Linked DNA regions of Mus musculus: all the other regions are linked to region 4. A link is a contact called in public Hi-C, HiChIP or PLAC-seq and capture Hi-C data. All regions are on one chromosome and are shown on one strand. The core of a region is the stretch at or near the end of the contact, and the rest is flanking DNA. Distances in the headings are between cores, read along the strand shown.

Evidence for each region. HiChIP or PLAC-seq counts read pairs in DNA pulled down with a chosen protein or histone mark. A called contact is a pair of places that touch in the nucleus more often than the background predicts. Capture Hi-C pulls out chosen DNA fragments and counts their contacts.
Region 1: a capture Hi-C map of bone marrow-derived macrophages shows a contact between it and region 4, with 13 times the contacts expected there. The contact joins two enhancer-like sites. A contact is called at or near these places in 7 of 484 Hi-C or Micro-C datasets (the 3T3-L1 cell line, 3T3-L1-derived adipocytes, the C10 cell line and 4 more), 2 of 115 datasets of contacts at active chromatin or transcription factors (bone marrow-derived dendritic cells and large pre-B cells) and 1 of 9 other capture datasets (bone marrow-derived macrophages).
Region 2: a Hi-C map of bone marrow-derived macrophages shows a contact between it and region 4, with 11 read pairs. The contact joins two enhancer-like sites. A contact is called at or near these places in 2 of 484 Hi-C or Micro-C datasets (the HPC-7 cell line and bone marrow-derived macrophages) and 1 of 115 datasets of contacts at active chromatin or transcription factors (large pre-B cells).
Region 3: a CTCF HiChIP or PLAC-seq map of pro-B cells shows a contact between it and region 4, with 5 times the contacts expected there. The contact joins two enhancer-like sites. A contact is called at or near these places in 2 of 15 datasets of contacts at CTCF or cohesin (large pre-B cells and pro-B cells), 25 of 484 Hi-C or Micro-C datasets (the BV-2 cell line, ECoMG myeloid progenitors, the G1E-ER4 cell line and 17 more) and 3 of 115 datasets of contacts at active chromatin or transcription factors (bone marrow-derived dendritic cells, large pre-B cells and pro-B cells).

Annotation. Positions count from the first base shown.
Region 1 is chr16:65,199,751-65,202,450 of GRCm38.p6, forward strand. No RefSeq gene overlaps it. Among named protein-coding and RNA genes, the nearest start is that of Gm34033, 9.4 kb to the left of the region's middle. Within about 2 kb of position 1,406, at least 20 of the 459 cell types and tissues checked have an H3K27ac peak or open chromatin away from gene starts, as enhancers often do. A contact at or near this core is called in bone marrow-derived macrophages, where this site is marked.
Region 2 is chr16:65,405,168-65,407,867 of GRCm38.p6, forward strand. No RefSeq gene overlaps it. Among named protein-coding and RNA genes, the nearest start is that of Pou1f1, 110 kb to the right of the region's middle. Within about 2 kb of position 1,329, at least 11 of the 459 cell types and tissues checked have an H3K27ac peak or open chromatin away from gene starts, as enhancers often do. A contact at or near this core is called in bone marrow-derived macrophages, where this site is marked.
Region 3 is chr16:65,377,172-65,379,871 of GRCm38.p6, forward strand. No RefSeq gene overlaps it. Among named protein-coding and RNA genes, the nearest start is that of Pou1f1, 140 kb to the right of the region's middle. Within about 2 kb of position 1,295, at least 19 of the 459 cell types and tissues checked have an H3K27ac peak or open chromatin away from gene starts, as enhancers often do. A contact at or near this core is called in bone marrow-derived macrophages and pro-B cells, where this site is marked.
Region 4 is chr16:64,905,993-64,908,692 of GRCm38.p6, forward strand. No RefSeq gene overlaps it. Among named protein-coding and RNA genes, the nearest start is that of Gm33971, 33 kb to the left of the region's middle. Within about 2 kb of position 1,294, at least 7 of the 459 cell types and tissues checked have an H3K27ac peak or open chromatin away from gene starts, as enhancers often do. A contact at or near this core is called in bone marrow-derived macrophages and pro-B cells, where this site is marked.

The sequences.
Region 1 (2,700 bases), core at 156-2,655, 290 kb after region 4:
GATATCTCCATACTACACTTGCATTTTTGACTGAAGAAAAATTTATGGAAGCATAATAATTAAACTTAATACTATCTAAGTGAAGTTCTACATATATTCTATATTTCTTTAAAAACATTTCTTTGGCTTAAATTAGTTTTGAGAAATTCCATAAAACCAATGGAAAATTTAGAGTGGTTTCAGTTTAACTACAGGAGTTTAAAAAGTCCTAGATGAACATTTTAGCCACTCTAAAGCTTGCCATCATTAATTTAACAAATGTTTCACATGTAAATGAAGGAGACTTAAAATAATACATAAATAATCAATGCTGCTAGTGATTAGGTCATCACCATATTAATCAAATTGAAAATAGTATGATGTTGAAAATAGTAAAAAGTTAGACGTCTAAAATAACAGGGGTAATGATATTAAAATTACTTCACACTGTTAGATCCCATAAATAAAATGTTAGGTATTGTGAGTTAATGAACTAGCTTTTGAATATGATTTTTAGCTATGGGTGGATTTTGGAAAACAACTTGGCAATGATTGCTTAAACTGAAAACACGCACACCACATGCCTTGGCACTGCTTCAACATATTACAGTCCATAATTTAAAAAGACATATTGATGATTACAGTATTGCTTAAGATAGAGACATTCATGAGGCAAGTAAGCATCTATCAGTGTAGACACAAGCTAAATATTGTATGATAATTGCACTGGATATTATTTAGATTTTAAAATGAATTTGAATCAGTGTATCACTTTTAAATATCGAATATGTAAGAAAATGAAAGAAACGTTTTCAGAAAAACATTTACAATGTAATAATTAGTATAATTTTCAATATACATAACATGGCATCAAATATTATTATAGAAATATACATGTACCATGCTTGTAAAAAATTATATAGGGGGACTAGTTTATAAAGGTAAATTTGACTTGCCAATTGCAGTATGATTTTAAAAGTATTTGAATTTAAGAATGACAAAGGGGGCTGGAGAGATGACCCCACAGTTCAAAGCACTGACTGCTCTTCCAGATATCCTGGGTTCAATTCTCAGCAACCACAGGGTGGCTCACAGCCATCTGTAATGGGATACAGCGTCCTCTTATGGTTGGTTCACAGCCAAACATTGAACTGAGCACAGGGTCCCCAATGCAAGAGTTAAAGACTAAAGGAGCTGAAGGAGTTTGCACCCCATAGGAGGAACAACAATATCAACCAATCAGATCCACCAGAGCTCCCAGGGACTAATCCACCAACCAAAGAGAACACATGGATGGACCCATGCCTCCAGCCGCATATGTAGCAGAGGATGGCATCAACAGGAGAAGAGGCCCTTGGTCCTTTGCAGACTCAATTCCCCGTTGTGAGAGAATGCTATGGCAGTGTGGTGGAAGTGAGAGGGTTGGAGAGGGAGCACTCTCATAGGAGCATGGGGAAGGGGGATGGGATAGGGGGACCCGGAAGGGAAACCCAGAAAGGTGATAAAATTTGAACATATGAAATATCCAATAAAAAGATAAATAAAAGGACTTTGATAAGGTAAAAAAAAAGACAAAAAGGAAATGAGGAAATATTAGAATAATTATGAAAAAGCACTGAACAATTGATGCCAAATATAGTTGGGTACTACGGAGAGAGTGAGTGATTATTGAGTCTTGATGAGTTGTGTCTGAAAGGCATGAATGGAGAAGTTCTCCAGTGACTTCCTTTTTTTTAAAAACTCCTTTGGCAAGATGTGATACATGTAGGATTATGTTATGGTGCTGTGTGTCTCAACCTTGGTCTTACAAAATAGAGCTTCTCAGAGTGAGTCACAGGCTTAAATTGGTTGATAGCTGTTTTCAGTCACAAGGAGATAAGAAACTCGTACCAAGGTACCAATATTGAGCAAGCTTTTAGTTGATCCATTCATAGTGACAAACTTACAACTTTTTTAGAAAACGTCATTCATGAATATTATGCATTTTTAATATTACCGCCTGCCTTCCCTCTTCTACTTCCTTCCATATTACCCTCCCCACATCCCCTTACAGTCACACATGTATGTCTTCAGGACTGGCCACTTGGGAACTGATCACCTACCAAGTGGCTCATCCCTAAAGAGACTCCTCAAAGAGTCTGTAGAGATACTAACCAATTTAGCAAAATGCTATTAGTAGGCTTACCTCTAGGGTAAATTATTTCTCTAATTATATATTCTTGGCTAGGTTAACAGTAAGACATGACATTCCTCTTACTGGGTGGATCTTAAATCCAATCAGACAGCAGATAGCTGCCCTTAAGATATTATTTCATTATTGGACATATCATGCCAGGCTGTTCATGACTGTAAGTCATGGGCTTTACAGCTGGGTAGAATTGTTGATAACTGTTCTCCTTAGGCAGCTTCTATAGCACCTTCTAACAACAAGAATTACACCTCAGGGAAGGTGCTTCTGAATCAGAACCAGCTTGGTTTATGCAAATTGCATGACCAAACTATGTGGTGTTAACCGTAGAATCTTGCTTTTAAGTGTTGGCAAACTACCAAGAACAATCCCAATTGAGAGAATGGGTTCTCTCAGACCTATGAACAAAATTTTAAGGGATCTGTCCAATTCCTAGGCTTCTGATATAGGCATTATCTCCCTATGTGTGATAACTCCAATCTATGTCTATACCATCTATATCCAGATCAATATCTGTATAATCTCTGTTTGTC
Region 2 (2,700 bases), core at 79-2,578, 500 kb after region 4:
ATTAGGAGTGCCATTTTCCTTATTAGTATAATTTCTAAAGCACTATAACAAATAAGCACAAGGAGCCATGCTAAATTCATGCTCTTGTTAGCAGTATACACTTTATAGGAGAATATTTTATTTATGTTACTAAGCAGATTTGGAATTATAGCAGCAATATTTTTGATGAGTCTATCAGACCGTATTAGTTTTTACACCTCATTTCATGAGATCCCCCACCTCTGGATTTCTAATTAGCACCTGGCAAAATAAAATTTCACTTGTTTTTGGTTGTGAGCCTAGACTTTAACAGTCAAGCCATCTCTCCAGTCCTAAAATTACACTCTTTAATGTTATAGAATCCTGGATTGTTGGGTATCCTAAATAGTTTAGGAAAATCATGTCTTTTCATTCAATGCCATATCTATGATTAAGGTACATACCATGTACACAAATACATGCATGTTCATATACACACATATATATTCATAACCACCATTCATTTTAGAACATCACAGAAACAAATCTTGCAGTTTGAGACTATTGGGAACTACAGAACGGATGGTTAGTTTCTAAGTCATGAGTGGCAGAATCATCTCGTGTCCAGAGAGAAAGGCTTTTCCTGGTAAAATCTGTAACTAAAAGAAACTTGACAGAAACAATGAGGGCTGGAAGATGTTGCACAAGATGGAGATGCAATGGGCAGGGAAACAGGAGCTGGGATGTTGGAATGAGAAATGTCTTCATTTGTGCAAAATGTAACATTACAATGAATTGCAAGTAGGAAAGAATGCAGTGATTGTACTTTTCCCCTGACAATGTACAAGGGAACAAAGCAATGCAAACAATGCAAGAGCTGAGATGTCAGACAGCAACTTCATTAAACTGGGGCAAGGCATTCTCGCTGACAAAGGATGGCATGTTACTTCCTCTCTGACTTGGAAAGGGGAACAAAGAGAAATGTTCATACTCTTAATAGAAGTTTAAGAACAGTCTAGTGGATATTTGGAGACCATTAAAATGTGCTAGAATTTAACATGTATAAACCCAATTTCATCCCCTTTCCCTTTCATAGCTTTTGCCACTTGCACTTTATAGGAACTGGCTCGAGGAGGAAAGTATGTGGTACGAAGCATTGTGTCAGGTGTGAACAGTCAGTTTGGATTCTATATGGTCAGGGCAGAGGAAGCCTGAGCTCTGACAACAATCAGTTCCACAATTTCAGTGTGTCTGTATCTCAAATTTGCTGCCCATACACATGTGATACAGTCCTGGTTAAACACAAAACTTGACAGCAGCTTGGTGGTTCATATTACTTCTTCCTTTCTTTGTGTCAGGATCATATTATGTTGACAATTAAATTTTATTCACAGACTTAGACAAGTAAATGCATAGAAGAATTTCATATTTGTGATATGATGTGAGACTCTTCTGCATTTTCCAGGAATCTGAAAGTCATCAAGAGAACACAACAGCTGAATTTGGACAAAGATAAAGAAATAATTTCTCATAAAATGAGTTTTTAAGGCAATAAGACATATTTCTTAGATGCTCTGTTTTTCATTTTAAAAGTCCAGATGAGCTTCTTTAGATATGTTATGAAGATACCAGGAGCATGTACAAATGCCATGATACTGTCTTTCAGGTTTTATTTTTATGAACGAGACGACAGATGGAAATGCCACCCTTTTCTAACAGAAACTCTCCTAATTTCACAAGAGGTAGTCAGAAAATATTGACTGGAAAGATGCCTGATCTGAACACCCACTTGCCAGCATTGTAAAATGTCAAGGGGAAAACGTATAAAACTTTTACTTCTGTTAGCTTTATGTCCAGCATCTGAACATCGTTGTGACCCTCTGCTCCTTGGCCTCCATCCTCCCATCTATAAATATCATCTATACCAGCCAGACACTGAACACTTTCAAAACATCAACATCAAATGTATGTTCATCTTGGTTTTCTTGTTTTAACTCCACCACTGACTAAGACTTTAAATGAGAAAAGTTAGATTTTGTTTCTTGTGATTTGATGCAAGCTTTATAATCTAATGATTTTAGTTTTTTGTTATTTTTTTATTGGTTGTTTTATTTATTTACATTTCAAATGCTATCTACCTTCCCAGTTTCCTCTCCACAAACTCCCTATCCCATTCTCTGTCCCCCTGCCTCTATGAGGGTGCTCCTCCACACACTCACCCATCCACTCCTTCCTCATTGCCCATATGCTGGTGCATCGAGCCTTCACAGGACCAAGGGCCTCTCCTCCCATTGATGCCAGATAAGGCCATCCTCTGTTACATAAGCAGCTGGACCATGAGTTCCTTCATGTGTGAACTGGATGTTTCAGATGTACAAATTGAAAACAAAAGCCTACATTAGATATGGCATTTTTAAACTTTTAGTTGTGCATTAATGGAATGATGTGTTGGACAGCTTTTCTCCACCGTGACAAAAGAACCGAGAAAAAACTTGGAATTGGCCAGGGAGATATATTTTGTTTCATAGGTTCAGAGGTCCTGAGAGGTCCACCAACTTTGGGAATAAAAAAAATTCAATTCCCCAGGAAGCGCTATGGAATCTTCAGAAGGAGCTACTAACAGTGGGTCTTAGTCAACGATGACCCTGACTTAGGAAGGATAAGTCTGGAGCTGAATCAGCTCCTTGGACATCTAGCTTTAGGACACAGCCAGAACAGACCTGGTTTTCAAAATTCTTCAAG
Region 3 (2,700 bases), core at 45-2,544, 470 kb after region 4:
AATAAATTCATTAGAGCTTTCCATCAATGTTGTTGGTGTTTTCCTTAATCTGTTTAACTTTCTTCAAGCATGACGTGACATTAAAATCTCTAATAACTCACATTTTACTTTTAGTGACTTCCCTATTTATCATTTTTAGGGATATTCAAGAATATTTCTTGGGTGTTTGTTAAATAGAATAAGATAGAGGAAGAGTGACTGATCAAAAGAGGAAGAGGTTTAAAAATTAATAATGAGTTTATGCTCAGATGATTCATTAATCTTTGACAACTAACTTATGTCGAGACACCACCTTAACCTGTAGGTGCATATTATCTTAAGCTAGGAAAATGTCCTTCATACAAATCAACCACATGCTGAACTATGGGTGAGTTTCAATAAATTCCAAAAGATTGGTAGCATATAACTCATGTTTACCAGTTACAAAAAATCAAGTCAGATATAGATAGTAAAAACGGAAAAAAGAACAATCTATTTGGAAATTAAAGAACACGGTTAAGTAAAATGAGAAAGAGGCAAATTCCTAAAGTAGATACCAGAAAACACTTAAAATTGGATTATTATATATAATATACATAACAAAGTATGTATATGTATATACATGTGTATATGTACATGATATATACATATACATCATATACACATACATATATATATATATATATATATGTATATATACATGCTGTGTGATATAGGCTAAAGCAATTTTAGGACACAACTTATAACTATTAAAAATACCAAAACTTGAAAGTTAATTAGCTAAATATAAAAATGGCAAAAGACTAATGCCAAATTTAGTAAAAAGGCAAAAGAATTAAATTTACATAGTTAATTAGTGAAAGAAAATAAGATACAATATCAGCAAACTTAATAAGATTTGAAAATGATAATTAAGCTGGTGGAACTGTGGAAAGCAGATAACAAAGTATCACAGTTGAACAAAGTTAAGGCTAAAGCCCTCTGACTCCGAAGATGCTGCCTGCTGAGATTAGATGAGAAATGGAAACTGATTGAATTTGAAAGGCCTATGAGTGTTTCACTGGTGACTTCACACAGCAAGGCCCATAGAAACCCCTTCCCACTTGGCAAAGACCTGTGAATGAATTCTATGTTCTTCTTCGGACTCATTCAAGGAGTGAAACCCTCCTCTCCTCTCTCTAACCCTACTCATCCTCCAGATGTGACAGTTAATCCTGGGTAATTTGGGAAACATACTTATGTCCCTAGAGGCACAGCTACAGTCACACTGAGTAAGCTGGTCACAGTGTGGAGAACAACGGTCCTGGCTCACATAACTGTTTCAGGAAGCTGGGTCTGATCAACAGCGACCTATAAAATGGGGAAGTTGTATCTGATCAACAGAGACTTAATCAGGAATTAGTGGATGCATATCAGGAAAAGTTGCTTGGTACATGAACATGTCTCTGCCTGCAGTGATAAAAGGTATTGTGACAGAGAACTGCTATTGTGACTGGGGGTGGGGGAAACTAATGTTAAATTTTAGTTGCAGAGTATGGTTGAGGGTATTTGTGTGACTGACCCAGAGGGAGAGGGAAAGGAGGAAGGGGGCTTTTGTAATGATAAGGCTTATGTATACTGACATTATGATTCTTTAAATAAAATAGCCAATTATTTCACTGCTCAGGTGAGTAGGCTTGAGATTGTATAAATAACAATAGTTCAAGATATTTTGGGCAACTGGATTGATAGTCAACAGGTGGTCAATGTCTTTAGTCTTTCCAATATGTCTGTCCTCAGGTTCCAGACCCCTGCTAAAGCACTGGTCACAGGCAATGGAATACCTGACCATACAGAACGTTACAGTTTTTCAGAACATCAGAGAAAACTAGAAAAAAACAACTTCATAAGCACTATAAAATCAAAAGAGAAAAAATTCTGGAAGATGTCATAATTAATAAATTTAACTCCAAAATGAAAAAAAAAAAGTCTAATCTCAAATAAGTTCTTCCAGGGTATAAAAAGCGATGGGGCTGAGCAAACACAACAGCTGTCAGGGACGGATCATATGGAAGAAAAGTCACTGATTTTACTTATGGGCATTCAGTGAGGCAAAATATTTGAAACCAAATCTATTTATATTTAAAACAGACAGTGCATTGTGACCTAGTTAAGTTTATCTCAGTATGACATAATTGGCAGTTGTGTTATTTTTCCTTGGGAAGTGAAACACAACATCTATTCACCACAGATAAAGCAGGCTTTGAGAGGACAAACAAAAGATGCTCTCCCAGCCCAGGTTTTGAGCCTTTACTGGGCTCATTGGTGCATGGACGGTTCAGAAAAGCTGCTCCATCTGGAAGTCCCTCTTGGGACTTACCAGCAGCCATAGTACAGAGAAAATCTCTCTGCTGCCAATGGGGAAGGAGTGTCCATTGAGAATCCATACCAGGAAAATAGAAGACCATTGATGAAGGATGTGCTAGAATTTCTATTTTATGTCCTGAACATAATAAGAGGCGAGAGCAGCAAAATGAGCAATATTCTTACTTTTAAGTGGAACCCCTGATTTTGCTCAAGAGGTTTGAACAAAAAAAGTGATACAAACCCCACAAATTAGTGTTAGAGAATAACCATTAAAGGAGTTGGAGCGTAAGAGTGATGTGCAAATACATCTTTACTGGTCTTAGGGAAAATGGATGATGCTATTTCTTGGAAAGCAATGAAAGGATGCTTAGTTCT
Region 4 (2,700 bases), core at 44-2,543:
AGGAGTTTTCCATCCACACTTCAATCTTGACTGCCCAATTGTTGAAGAATGTGAAGGAGACAAATATTCCTTTGCATTTCTTCTGTGTTATTCCTGCATCGCGATTTTTTTTTTAAACTTGAAAAGACAATGTTTGCATCAATGTTTGCATTTATTCTGGGGAAATTCTCTTGGCAGAAGGCTGGCCAGCAAATGAAAATGGAATGAGGTGGTGATGAAGAGGAGAATTAGATTGCATAGGTATCAAATGGTTATTTGAAAATTACAGCCAGGGCTGGAAAGGATGGCTCAGCAGTTTAGAGCACTGACTGCTCTCCCAGAGGTTCTGAGTTCAATTCCCAGCAAGCACATGTTGGCTCACAACCATCTGTCATGGAATCCAATGCCCTCTTCTGGTGTGTCTGAAGATAGCAAAAATGTACTTACATAAACAAATAAATAAATCTTTAAAAAGATCACAACCTAATCAAATTTTAACTTCTATCCCCACTACATCATTAACTTCCTTCTATTTCTAAACTACTAAAAGGAGGGAGGTCTTCATTTCTTTTTTTTTTTTTTTTTTTTTTAAAGATTTTATTTATTTACTTATTATATGTAAGTACACTGTAGCTGTCTTCAGACACTCCAGAAGAGGGCGTCAGATCTCTTTACGGATGGTTGTGAGCCACCATGTGGTTGCTGGGATTTGAACTTCCGACCTTCGGAAGAGCAGTCGGGTGCTCTTACCCACTGAGCCATCTCACCAGCCCGAGGTCTTCATTTCTTAATCACCGAACAGCCAGTGTTTCTGAGTCACAGGACATCAATGTAGCAGAAAAAGAGAATTTGCAGTTTTGTGAATATTTTTGCTTCAAGTTCATAAATACACATCTGGATTTTAACAGTATCTCCTGCCACAGGATAAGGGCTCCTGTCAGCAATTTGCCACACATTCAAAGGTGTCTCCATAGTATTACAATAGAAACATTCTTATTTACGAGTAAACAGACTGTATTCTTGTTATTCTTTTTCTGTGTTTAGACATGTTTAGACGTCAGCTTATCACTGTGTCACAGTTGCCTATATATAGTTCTCACACTGTGCATGTTTTGTAGTTTAAAAGCAGTAGGTTGTACCACATGGCCTGTGTATACAGTAGGATATACCACTGTATGTTGTATGTTGTGTATGTTGGTGCATTCTGATAGCTTTGTGACGAAATTGTTCCTATCTTACCTAGAATATTTCCTCTCTGTTAAACAAACAGTGAATGTCTTCATAAGGAGGAATGTTTTCCTGAATTTCACTGTGAGATTTAGATTCGTCTATAGAGGGCGGCAAACAGCAGCTTAATTCCCCACTCAGTGCCTAAACCTTAAAGTATTAATGTTCCCATTATCTTAAATCAACAAGAAAGATTTCCTTAACTTAATGAAGGCTTTTTTTGTTTGTTTGTTTCTTCTTGGTATGATTGCTTTTTGTTACAGATAAAAATAAGTGTGAGACCAACAGGGAAAATAAAGTTGCTAAACTTATGTTTGTAGCTTCTTTCCCCTGAAATTTCTAGAGCTTTCTTCCAGAGAAATAGAGCTTGCTGTCTCTGCTGAGTACGAGACAATCTGGTTCCCCTCATGGACTGTCACATTAGTTCAACACTCACAATTATATTCTTCTCCCCCCTCCCCGAGGAAACAATTACTCAGCTTTCCAAGTTCCTACTTCTGTTCTCTTCCTCCAATTGTGATCTTTAAACAATAGCTGCGGTTTCCATGGTTACTTTATCATCCACAAATAGAGCAACTGAGTCACAATTACCTAAAATCAAGCTGCCTGTGAAAAAGAGTAATTTCTGTCATAGGATGGTTCACTTTGTTTCCCTGGTTTTGATTTTGAGAGTCAGGTTCTGGTTGTGAGACCCAGGGTGGCCTTGAACTCACTATGCAGCCCAGGTTAGCCTTGACCCACCTCAGGCTCCCAGGGCTTGGATTAAGGCATGTGCCACCACACTTGGAGGCAGGATGATATTTCTTTATCACCTCATAAGAATGTAAAAAAAAAGTCATGATTTAGAATACTCACATTTGTGCACTCTTAGATTATGTCCTTCCTTTCAGAAAGAAACCTCTACCTGTAAGCAATCCAGTTCACTCTTGCTCACACATACTACTCAATCCATATCAGCTTTCTCTCTATATGAATGCTTTTCTTTACACAGATTTCTTTTAAAAATTAAATTATGCAACATATAAGCATGGGTGATAGATTTTTTCCATATTTGACTGTCTTATAACATTCATTCATGTGAAGGCATTTATCATTTTCTTTTTATTAATTTAATTTTTAGGCAGTGCACAGTTTCATCTATGCACTCAATGTATTCTGATTGCTTTTCCTTCTGTTTCTTTGTATTTCTCTTACACCCTTATTAACCTCTGCTTGTCCCTACTTGTCCCTTTCCCAGTCATGGCTGCTGATTTTGTTGTGTGGCCCATTTAATTAAATCATCTGCTATCTGCTAACCTCTTGAGTAGAACTATCTGTTGGAGCCCAGTGGGGTCACCAATGGGTACATCACTAAAGCAATGACTCCTCGTTTTCCTGAATCTATTCATATAACACAGTTGAGCAATGATGGAGAAACCCCTAAGTCTGTGCGGAGGCTCTGCCTGGCTGTTGATGGCCCATTTTTGTGTAGATCCAGTGTAGCAAGATGGTATT